2 separate regions of the Mus musculus genome follow, and region 2 is linked to region 1. Evidence: chromatin contacts called from public promoter capture Hi-C data. All regions are on one chromosome and are shown on one strand. The core of a region is the stretch at or near the end of the contact, and the rest is flanking DNA. Distances in the headings are between cores, read along the strand shown. Region 1 holds the start of Ube2f (ubiquitin-conjugating enzyme E2F (putative)). Region 2 holds the start of Pask (PAS domain containing serine/threonine kinase).

The links. Promoter capture Hi-C pulls out the DNA fragments that hold promoters and counts their contacts.
Region 2: a promoter capture Hi-C map of pre-B cells shows a contact between it and region 1, with 4 times the contacts expected there. The contact joins the promoter of Pask here to the promoter of Ube2f in region 1. A contact is called at or near these places in 3 of 39 promoter capture datasets (liver, neutrophils and pre-B cells) and 1 of 9 other capture datasets (liver).

What each region holds. Positions count from the first base shown.
Region 1 is chr1:91,246,190-91,251,934 of GRCm38.p6, forward strand. Ube2f (ubiquitin-conjugating enzyme E2F (putative)) reads left to right here and starts at 4,115. Exons shown (of 10, transcript NM_026454.4): 1 at 4,115-4,248.
Region 2 is chr1:93,339,416-93,345,506 of GRCm38.p6, forward strand. Pask (PAS domain containing serine/threonine kinase) reads right to left here and starts at 3,373. Exons shown (of 18, transcript NM_080850.2): 1 at 3,111-3,373. Ppp1r7 (protein phosphatase 1, regulatory subunit 7) reads left to right here and starts at 4,213. Exons shown (of 10, transcript NM_023200.3): 1 at 4,213-4,296. The coding sequence starts at 4,245.

The DNA of each region.
Region 1 (5,745 bases), core at 2,865-5,364:
TTACATAGAGATGTAGACTATGTAGATACATCTGGGAGAGTTTCAAATACTCAGAACCAGGGATGAGAATTCATGTTCCTATTTTGTTCATGGAAGTATTTACCTCCCATCTCAACCCCAAAGGCCCTGTGTTCAAAGGAAATCCCACACAAAGTCCCGTTATTATGAGGATATGGAGTTGGAACTTCAGTGTTTGGAGAACACACAACTCAGGCCACAGCATCCGAGAGCCAAGTTCCTTCTGATTTAGCTTCTAGAAGCTACCTATCACAGAGAAAAAGGAGCTTCAGTTGAGGAAATGCCTTCATGAGATCCAACTGTAAGGCATTTTCTCAATTAGTGATCAAGGGGGAAAGGCCCCTTGTGGGTGGGACCATCTCTGGGCTGGTAGTCTTGGGTTCTATAAGAGAGCAGGCTGAGCAAGCCAGGGGAGGCAAGCCAGTAAAGAACATCCCTCCATGGCCTCTGCATCAGCTCCTGCTTCCTGACCTGCTTGAGTTCCAGTTCTGACTTCCTTGGTGATGAACAGCAGTATGGAAGTGTAAGCCGAATAAACCCTTTCCTCCCCAGCTTGCTTCTTGGTCATGATGTTTGTGCAGGAATAGAAACCCTGACTAAGACAGGGTGTAGGCTAAAAGCATAACACTGAGAAGTAAATGTATATATTTTTTTCTTTTTTTAATTTAATTTTATTTTATTTTCTGTATCTATTCCTCTGTTGAGGGGCATCTGGGTTCTTTCTAGCTTCTGGCTATTATAAATAAGGCTGCTATGAACCTAGTGGAGCATGTGTCCTTCTTATGCCCCTTAAATTGCTCAACTCTGTGTTGCAGATAGCCCTGGGGCTGATTATATTTGATGTTAATTCTGTTCTCCTGGGAGGGGTTGTGAACAAGGATCAGTAACCAAGTGATTTCATGTAAACCTGCTTCCTCCCTTAATTTGTAAAATAAGGGAGAGCTGACGATTGGGCAGATAAAGGGAAGGTGGAGCAGAAGGTTGGGAGAGAGGGAAAGGATGAAGAGGAGGAGGAGGAAGAAGAAGAAGAAGAAGAAAAGTGAAGCGGAAGCCTGGAGAAACCGCAAGTTCTAAGGGGTCTCGTAGGTGTGGAAGATGGTAGTGTAGCGCTAGATCTGCTCAATCTAGGCACACAGCATGTATTCATATTAATTGAGTCATGTTTTCATTGCCGGGTGTTATTTGGGCTGGAGAATTACCGCAACAACTATGCTTACATCTTCACATCTCCCCCTGCTGCCCTGACTGACAGCCTCTGTCACATGAGGACCTTTGAAGTTACAGTAGACTCACTTGAAAAATTCAAGACAAACCCAATTCAGGGGCCTCAATTTATTCAAATTTGCAAAGCCCATTTCTCCAGTAAACCAACATATCCCAAGGATCCAGAGTATATGACGAGCATGCTTTTTTTTTTTTTTTTTTTTTTTTTTTTTTTTGGTTTTTCGAGACAGGGTTTCTCTGTATAGCCCTGGCTGTCCTGGAACTCACTTTGTAGACCAGGCTGGCCTTGAACTCAGAAATCCACCTGCCTCTGCCTCCCAAGTGCTTTAATCCCAAGTGGGATTAAAGGCATATGCCACCACGCCCAGCTTGACAAGCATGCTTTTAAAGCAGTCTGCTAGTCACTCCCCACCCCTAAGAAACAGAAGTCCTTCACTAAACTGTGTGAGAGAGTGAGAGAGCTAAACTGTGAAAGGTGGCATGGCTGTTATGCTGCTGCTGATGGGGTTGTTGACATTGTTGCTTTGGGTTTTTTTGTTTGTTTGCTTGCTTTTTTGGTTTCTTATTTGTTTTGTTTGTTTCTTTGCTTGTTTTGTTTTGAGACAGGGTTTCTCTGTGTACCCCCCTTGATGTCCTGGAACTCACTCTGTAGACCAGACTGCCCTTGAACCCACAGAGATCCATTCAATCTGTCTCTAAGAGTCATTTGTCTCTTTCCTTGCTGTTCATTAGTAGCCTGTCTCTGGGACTGAATGCCAGAGACAGATGGGCTGGATTCACATTCAAGTTCAGTCATGCTGGGCAAAATACTTCTGTGCTTCCTGAAAGCTGGAGCTAACAGAAAACTGTTAACTAGGGCTGTTGTGAGGACTATATAAACCAGTAGGCTCTTGGTAAGTCTTAGGTGAACACATGAGGCTCCCTTATGAAATGGACCTAGAAGTGACTCATCTCTTTGCAATGTTGAGAGTCAGGCGTATTGGTTCAGCTGTTCCAGCTGTATCTGCCTCTTCAAGCCCTTATCTTTTCTCACCAGAACTTTGCACAAACTCATGCAGTACTTGCCCAATAACACTGGTTCTGAACACCTGCCATGGGTCCAAAGAAGAGCGGGGAGAGCAAGAGGGGGTGCCGGGGTGAGGAGCCGTAAGAAAGTGCTGTTTAAGCTTAGGAAAACAAGACAAGCGTTAGCTGAGCAAAGGTGTTTTCCTGAAAGAATGAGGCAGCTTGTCATAAAGAGTTCACTTGAGTACTATAATGGCTATTCCTGGTTATCAACTTGACTATATCTGGAATGAACTACAATCAAAATTGGAGGACACACCCGTGATCCAGATGTTAAGGCTGGAAGACACAAGTTTCTGATCTGGATCACAATGAAAATCCCTTAATATAGAGAGACATTCCATAAGCTCTGTGACTCTAGAGGACGCTGATTAATACCAGTACCATCTCTTCTGTGTTTGCAACCTCCCTTAGATCAAAAGCCTTATTTGTTTGTTTATTGAGACAGGATCTCACTATGTAGCTCAGGTTGCCCAGGAATTCACTATGTAGACCAGTCTGGCAGGTCTGCCTCTGCTTCCCCAAATGCTAGAATTAAAGCCGTGTACCACTAGGCCTGGCTGCCTTTTACCCTTTCTATCTGTGCAGGAGTGTGTATCTGATGGAAGCTTGAGCGTGTGTAGCCATGTGCCACATGGGGTGGTCAAAGGATAACTTTCTTCCACTTTTTTGTTTGTTTGTGTTTACAGGATCTCATTGAGTAACCTTGGCTTGTTTGGAACTCTATGTTATCTAGGCTGGCCTCCAACTCCTATGTGCAACCCAGCTCTGCGGGGGATCTCTTCCCCTCAATGGAAGTCAGGGTACTTGGTCCTAATCTGAGGACTCCTCTGCCTCACATCTTCCCGAGTTTGGAAACAGGTCCTCATGCTGACAAACGCTTTACTCCCTGAACCCAAGTGCCTCATTTCAAAAGAAATCTTAGGGTCTAGGGTGTGGGGGGAGGGGGGAGACGGGGGGGGGGGGGAGGCGGGGGGAGGGGGCGGGTAGCTCAAAGGTAGTGCTTTGCATGTGAGACCTCCTGAGATTCATTCCCCAGAATTGCTAAGAAAATCACTGGAAACCTGACGCTCCTTGTTCTTTTCCACAGAAAATATCCTCTTTCCAAGGCCCTACCTCTCTAGGAGTCTTGCCGAATTCTCTCCCAAAGTAGGCTATCTCCAGTCCCACAGGGACTGAGAATGCATACCACACGAGCTGCAAGTAGGATGCTGCACATGGAACCCCAAGGCCTCAGGAGGTAGGGTCTCTCTACATATCTCTGGCTGTCCTGGAATTCACTATGTAGACCAGGCCTTCCTCTTGTCTCTGAGCGCCGGGACTGAGGTATGCGCCGGAACTCCCGGCCTGAAGTAGATTTTTAAAAGTGCATATAGGAATATGAGAAATTAAAAAAATAAGGAGCAGGAAGAGTGTCCTCACACCCAGCAGCCACCTCTAACTATCCCATGGCCTTAACGCAGCTGCAAACCGGTCGGATTCTTTGCGTTCAGGAATGGTGCCGGGCACAGGAACTTAGCTCCACCAGCAGGCACTGCACTAGTACGATATTCCTAGGGAAGCAAGCCGCTAAATGAATGGAAACAAACCGGAAGGCCGCTAGGCGGTCGGGGATGCTTGCGCTTCGGTGACCAATCAGCAAAGGTCTTGACACATGGCCCACCCTCAGGCCGTGCTCTTCACCAATGAACGAGGGCCGACTAGTTGACCTGTGTATGTCCTGTGACTGTCCACGAGTGGAGCTGCCAATAAAGTTCTTTTGTAGCTTTGAATTTTTTTTTTAAAGTGCCCACTGCGGTCACGGCGCAGTCCCCGCCCCGCCACTTCCGGTCTCGCCGCCGGGAGCCGGTGCGGCTGTGAAGGCCAGCGCGACTCAGTGCCGCTGCTCCGCCGGGCATGGTTTTGGGTGCCGGCTCGCCTCGCCTGACTCGCGGTGCTCAGGTAAGCTGGTCGCGCGGGCTGGACTGAGGCCGAGGCTCCTGTCGCCGAGCGCCAGGCCGGACCGCGAGGTCGGCGGCTGACGGGAAGCGCTGGGCGGGCAGCGAGCCCCGGCGGCTCTAGAGGGCCGGGCCGAGGCGGACCCCGTGCCGCCGCCCGCAAGGTCACGGTGCGGAGCTCGGGCCGTCCGGGAGGCCGAGGCCGAGGCCGCGGCGGGGAGGCCGCTGCCCCTGAAGGGAAGCGGGAGGTGGACGCGGCCCGCCACGGCGACGGCGGGGAGGAGGGGCGGCCGGCCCGCCTGGCCCGGTTCGGTCCCTGACCCGGTTCCGCGGCGTGTCACCCGGGGTGTGGCCTTCTCCTCGGCCGGCTCAGTTTCCTCCGTCTCCGGTGGGCATTGGACCCACTCCTCGGCGCTGCCGGTGGGTTGGAGTTGCTGGGGAAGGCTTCCCGGAGGGGCTCTTGGCCTGTGGGTAAAAATCTGCTCTCCTTAAGAACCTAGTCGGGCTTGGCGGTGAAGGGAAAGAGGGCATCCCAAGACCTGGTTATCAGATTGAACCGAAGGTTCCAGAAATGAGCAGGGTGGTGTTGAAAAACAGTGAGGTGGCTGGGCCTGGTGCCGAGGCTTCCTAGCTGTTTGGGCCGAATGTGGGGAGCTGGGCAGTAGGCAGAGTCATAGGAAATTAAGGATAGTGATTGTGGGGAGCTTCAGGAACAGAATTAACAGGAGTACCTGGACAAAATTAACTTGATATTCAGTACCCAAAATCAAAGATGAGCTCCAGAAGTGGTCAGTCAGTAAGCCTGGCAGGTTAGATACCCTTGGACACTCATGCTGTACGGTTTAAGTCCCGATCTGTTTCTTTCAGCTTGGAAGGTTAAACGGCCCTAGTGGCCCCTAGTTCTCTTAAATGGCTTAGATTGGAGCTGTCAGTGAGGAGTTAGCCTCACTGTGAGCCAACTGGCCCTGCATAGGTCACACCAGCCTGATTTCAGCACAGCACATAGGAATGCTGAATAAACATGACTTGATGAGACTGGTAAATAACAAGTTGCAGTCCTCTTTGGATGCCCTAAAAGTTGGTCCCACCCAGAGGAGGAACTAACTGGGCCAAATACAACTTGTGGAGTTGGAAACTGAGCATGCTGTTCAGAATAGCTGATCGGTTCCCAAAATACTGCCTTAGTCACAGTGTGATTTTCGAGCAAAGGGAAGTTTGGGTCAAAGTGGGGTTTTCCAGAGGTGGGACGTGTTGAGGAGGGAACGAGAATTCTGAGGCAGCTTCTACCCTTTTGATAGTTTGAGTAATTTTTTTTTTGTTTGATCCCTTTGTGGAGATTTAATTTTCTGATTGTGGGGACATTTCCAAATGGAGACTTTGGTTTATTCCCTCCCATGCTAGTGAAAGTGATACAGATGATAGAAAAATAGGTGGATACTCTAGTCTTACCTGCCTTAGAATATGCGTGTTGGGTTTTCTGTGGAGACACCACTCGTGTTGT
Region 2 (6,091 bases), core at 2,123-4,622, 2.1 Mb after region 1:
GCCAGGGATTCCTTGTGTCAAAAAAGAACAAGATAGTTGTCTACAAGTAGATCCCAGTGAAGTGCCTGATAGATACTCATAGGCCATAGTCAATAGCTCCTGAATACAGCAGGACAGGGCCCCTTACACAGAAAGAACAAAATGCTGATATTATAACATGCCATGAAGCTACACAAAGTAAATAAATGGGCAACAGGACACAGACAATTTCAGAAGCAGACCAAGAAATATAAACCTGACATACATGGGAAATCCATAAGGTCCCCCAGCACTGACTGAATAACATGGCCTTCAATGTCTTGTACATGAAGATAACAGTAACTCACACCCCGCAGCACTCCTGCAGAATTTCAAGAGCCAAGTTAGCCGGGCAGTGGTGGCTCACACCTTTAATCCCAGCACTTGGTAGGAAGAGGCAGGCAGATTTCTGAGTTTGAGGCCAGCCTAGTCTACAGAGTGAGTTCCAGGACAGCCAAGGTTACACAGAGAAACCCTGTCTCGGGGGGAAGAAAGGGGGGGGGATGAGCAGATTCAAAGCAAGACTAAATGCTTATTATCTATGATCTGTAGTTTTAAATAGCTAAATAATTTGGAGGAAATTGCATCCTATGTTCTCCTATATACAAAGATTATTTCTGGGTGAATTTAAAAACAGAAATGAAAAGAAACTGCCAGGGCCAGCAAGATGGTTCAGCAGGTAGATGTGCTTGCCATGGAAGCCTGATAACCTAAGCTTAATCCCCCGGAAACTATGTAAAGATAGAAAGGGAAGCCAACTCCAGAAAGTTTTCTCTGACATCCCTTTGTGCACCTACTTACAACAGTGTACACACAGACATACAGACAGACACACTCACACAAACCGTAGACGCACAGAATAACCACAAAATTCAAATATAAGTAAGTGTATTTTGGTCCTGCAAATAAGAAAAAGCCACAGCTAGGACCACGGTCTGGGCAATCCATGTGCTTTGTAACAACCAGTGCTCACCAGGAATGTCATTCTGTATAGCTCCGAGACATGTGAAGGAGGAGAACTTCCAAAAGGTAAAAGCGACATGAACTTAAATCAGAGGTGAGCTATCCTACAACCCCAAAACAGTCAGGGACTCTAGAAGAGCCACTGTGACCCCAACTCTATAAAACCATTATGTTCTAGTAATCTCAGAAGCAAAGAACGTGAAATACAGGTTCAAAGTTATTAAATACACTCTCTTCAAACCAACTGAAAAGAAAAGCCACCTTCCAGAGAGGCTACACTGCAGGGACCAGTCTACAGAAATCCACACACATAAATACTAAGATGCACAAGGATCATTCCAGGCCAGCACGGTTCAAAACAGTAAAGGCTAGGAAACTAGACAGGTAGAAAGCCAGGGAGGCAAGAAGAAGAGAGAAGGAAGGAAAGAGGGAAAACAGTCCAAAAGAAAAAACAATTTAAATACTCATCAAGAAGAAAGCTCTGATACAATCATCAGTAAGAACAAAGGAATTGTGTACAAGAACCAATCCTAGCAGTATAGAGTAAAAACCTTCAAAATACAAAAGGTTATCTGCAGCAAGATTCCTTTTATATATATATATATATATATATATATATATATATATATATATATTAAATTAATATATATATATATAAAATCTAAATACACTGCTTAAAAAATACAATATACAGGATAAGAGTCCAACAAGACTGAAGACCCATACTTCAGGCAGACAATTCCCTGGAGTCTGGTAGAGCACTAAACTTAAGAGGCAAAATGACACAGTCTCTTACTTCCTAAGTTAGTTAATGGGTTTAAATGTGTTTGTTTTAATATGTGTATGTGTGTGTGTAAGCACATGCATGTGCCTGTGTATGTATGGGCACTGTGTGCATGCAGGAGCCTGAAGAACTCAGAAGAGGCCACCAGATGCCCTGAAACGGAAGTTACAGACACCACCATGTAGGTGCTAGGAACAGAACCCAGGTCTTCTATAAAACTGCAACAGCTTTTAACTGCTGAGCCATCTTACAACCTCATTTTATTTTCATTATAATGCATGACTTTTTCATGCATTTTTATTACATTGTGGGAGTGTGTGTGTGAGAGAGAGAGAGAAAGAGAAAGAGAGAAAGCACAACCATGGATGACAGAAAACAACTTTCAGGAGTCACTTCTCTCTTTCTACCCATGTGGGTCCAAAATTGTCAGACCTTGGCAGCAAGTGCCTTTACCCACTGAGCCATAATGCTGGGCCCAAACTGTAGGGCTTTGTTTCCTTTTGGGGTTTGTTTTGTTTTTTGTTTTGTTTTGTTTTTGAGGCAAGGTCTCCAGAGTCGTTGGAAGTGCTGGGAAGAGAGGAAGACACCATCAGCCTGACAATTGGTATTTTTGTGTGAAGGTGGGTATTAAACCCAGAGCTAGTCACCTATTGGGCAAACCTTCCACCACTGACTGATAAAGTATGACTATTTGCCTTCACTATTCTGCATATTACATACACAGGCACATGCACTCAGTATGTGATCCTAAAAAGCAACAACTCATTATGAAATAAGAGATGAGTAGCGACAGTGTTCAAGGCTATATGTGACACCACCAGACTCAAACAAAATAAAGATGAGTAGGTGTTAGATAGCAGTTTTCAAGTAGAGTGTTTTAATGTGAAAGATGTACAGGCATCTTCTCTAGGTATCTAAATGCACTAATTACTGTTACAGCAAACAATGATACGATCATACCGTGGTTTTTCTACTTTTAAAACCAACCTATTGACAAAGTTAGGACATGTAATTATGGCTTCTAAATACACTGCCAAAGTCACAAAACCTTACTGTTTTTTTAGACCTTGTATGACCTCAGAATATATTGATATGAGATCTTAATTTATATAAAAAATACCATTCTTCAAACTAAATTGTTAATGCTACAAATTTTTATCTTAAAAGTAATTACAGGAACTGGGCGGCTCCCTTTGTTAAAAGTTTTTTTCTATGCAAGCATGAGGACTTGCGTTTAAATCTTTAACCACATAAAAAGCCAGACGTGGCTACACATAACTGTAATCCCGAAATTAGGGGGTGAAGATAAGTGACTCCCCAGAGCTCACTGGCCCGCTAGTCTAACCTTAAAGCAAAGCTTCCAGTTCAATCAGAGGCTTTCGGGCGCTGGCGGCTCTTGAGCGCGGGTCAAACGGCCAGAACCCGCCACCACTCTGGGGCCGGGGCTGGGCGGAGGGAGTGCGGGCGCGCGAGGAAAGGGCCAGAGCCACTCCACGACAATGCGTAACTAACACTCGCCGCCACCCGGAGGTTTTTCGAAGGCTGGTGTCTCACCCCAGGCTGGCGCAAGTCTCAGTCGGATTCACAACGTGAAGATCCGCGCGCTTCTGGCCCACCGACCAATCGCAGAACGACTTAGGCAGCATAACAAGGGACCAAGAACCAACCAGACACCCTGATGGGCGGACCTCAGTGAAAGCAAGCAGCTGAGCGCGCGCAAACAGTTGCTAGGGACGCACCGGACACCCACTACAGAGCCTCGGAGGAGCCAAAAGACCCGATTTCTTCGCGCCTTTCCCCCCCCTCCACGCCCCACTCCAAGTGACTGCAGTTTACTCTTACGGGAGAACCGAGGACGGTGAGCGACGTGCAGCCCTTCTTACGACGGCCACCTTTCCAAGGCGAGGACAGTGAGAAGCGGACGACACAGTGGCTCGCCGTGGGCTGGAGGCCGCAAACGTGAGCCCCAGGACCGGACCGCGGCCCCTCCCGCCTTCTCCAAGCATCCCCTAAAGGTGGCCTGTGGCACCAGTGTATCAGCACGCAGGCGCAGAATAAACTGGTTTCCCTCGCCTACCGGCTCACCGTGAAGTGAGGCTCCCGAAGTCGGGGGTGCAAGTCTAGTCGGCTTCACCTGTGGCCTGTAGAACTCTCCTGTCCGCAGTACCTCTACGCCTCCGAAGTTGGCATAGTGACTTGAGCGAATCCGCAAGCTTGAAGTGTCTCCCATGCTGCCTAAAGACTTTCCGGGATGTCTGCTTTCTTCGTGCTCGCCTAGACTCTACTCATTCATCAAACCCCTAACCCAGGTGGAGCCGGAGCCTGTGGGAACTACAATCCCCATGAAACACTGCGCCCGCGCAAGCATTGTCAGCTCGCGCTTCTATACTTTGTTCCATTGGCTGGCCTATTGGACCTGGAATCCTGATTGGCCCATGGCCTAAGGCGACAGATTCCGGAAAGGGAAAGAGCAGCCAATATGGCGGCAGAGCGCGGCGCGGGGCAGCAACAGTCGCAGGAGATGATGGAGGGTGAGCGGCCCCTGTGGGTGACCGGGGAGCGGCGAGCTTCGGGCTGGGCGGTCACGGCCTCTTGCGGGATCGGAATTCGGCCTCCAGCCTCCGGCCACAGCCACAGAGCTCTGACAGCTGCCAATATGGCTGGACAGCCAGGGAGGCTCGGAGCCCGGGAGTCCCGTCCCGAGGGCGGTAGCGGCCAGAAAGACAAGACCCTGGGGAAAAACGTGGCGCGAGCCCGCCCAGGGAGATTGGCAAGGAAGCCGTGGCTATAGGAACCTAGTCTTAAAGCTCCGAAGTTGACAGGCGAGGGGGCAGGGAACCGTCCTCCGTCAGCTCACTGGGAAACTGAGGCTTCAGGCGTGGGGAATCTACGAAGTCCAGTTTGTTCACGCGGCATGAATGGAAAAGTCTGCTTTGAAGCGAATGGGTTGTGGCAGAGAGATGGATAAAAAGGAGCTCCGGAAATTGAGTTTACAAGGCGTTGTCTTGTTTTCTAGGCATGCAGTCTAGTCTATATTCAACTTTCTTCCTTTTTTTCCTTGTGTTGGATTATGTCATATACATATGTAACATACATATATGTTACACGTGTGCATGCTTTTGTATACAGTTGTGTAGATACATGGTCATTACATGCGTGCATATATGTGTGTTAGTGTATACGAACAGACTTGTACATATGTACATGTACTTAACCCTACCCATTGTAGCATTAGGCAAATCTTAAATGTCTTTGAAAGACTCCACTATTTTGGTGAGGATTATTCACTTTTGGAAGGTCACTCACTTTTCTGGGAGGAGTACTAGGGAAGAAGGTTGCAGAGCAAGGGGCAGAGATGTGGAAGAAAAGACCAGTGAGTTTGAGAGCAGTGGGGCTGCCCTGAGATGGGCCCTGAAAACTCACTAGATGTCATCCAGACTGGGGTCCAGTGGGGAGGACCAGTATCATTCTGGAGAAAGGAAAACCAGTCAGAAGCAAAGGAGTATGGAAAGGTGACCTAAATTAGCAGTCATGCAATGGGGGTTGAGAAGAGCCAACAAGGAACGCTCTTAGAGAGACTTGAAGGAGTCGTGCTAGAGGTCTTTTGTTTCTAACCTTTGAATCTTTCTTAAGGAGGAAATGTTTCTTCCTAGCCCCCTCTTTCCTCCTCCAATACACCTCTCCCCTCCTTCCTCACTAAAGGGCAAATACACAAGCCAAGCTGTTTCTCTCGTCCACCCCCACACATGTCATTACCAGCTGACACTTAGGTTTCTATGGCCTATGTCTTTTTGGAGTTTTTTTTTTTTTTTTTTTTTTTTTTTTTTTTTTTGTGGCGTTTTTGTGTGGCTTGGTTTGGGTTGGGTTGGATTTGTCGTTGTAATGCCTTTCTTTTGTCTTTTAAGACAGGTTCTTGCCATTTCCGTGGCTGGCCTGTGTAGACCAGGCTGAGCATGTTTTGCCACCTTCTCTATCACTGCTAATGCCTTAACTCAAACCTTCCTCGTCTTGATAGATTTCATTGCCTTTTGCTAGCCTATTCTACCTAGAGCCTTGTAGTCACATTCTTGCACAGTGTCGCAGGCTCTGGAACCTCTCTACTGCCCTGAGGATAGAGGCACAGGGGGAGATACAGAGACTGTAACACAGAACCTAGTTTTCCTAACTCTAGATCACAGACTGTAAAGTGCCTCTTGGTAACTCATACATTCTTCTCCGTGTCATACACATGAGCTACTCTTGTGTCCTTTCTTATTTGGTCCTGACAGGAGAAGGTACTCTACTAACTCTGGTCTACAGAGGGGAATATTGAGGTTTAGAAAGGAA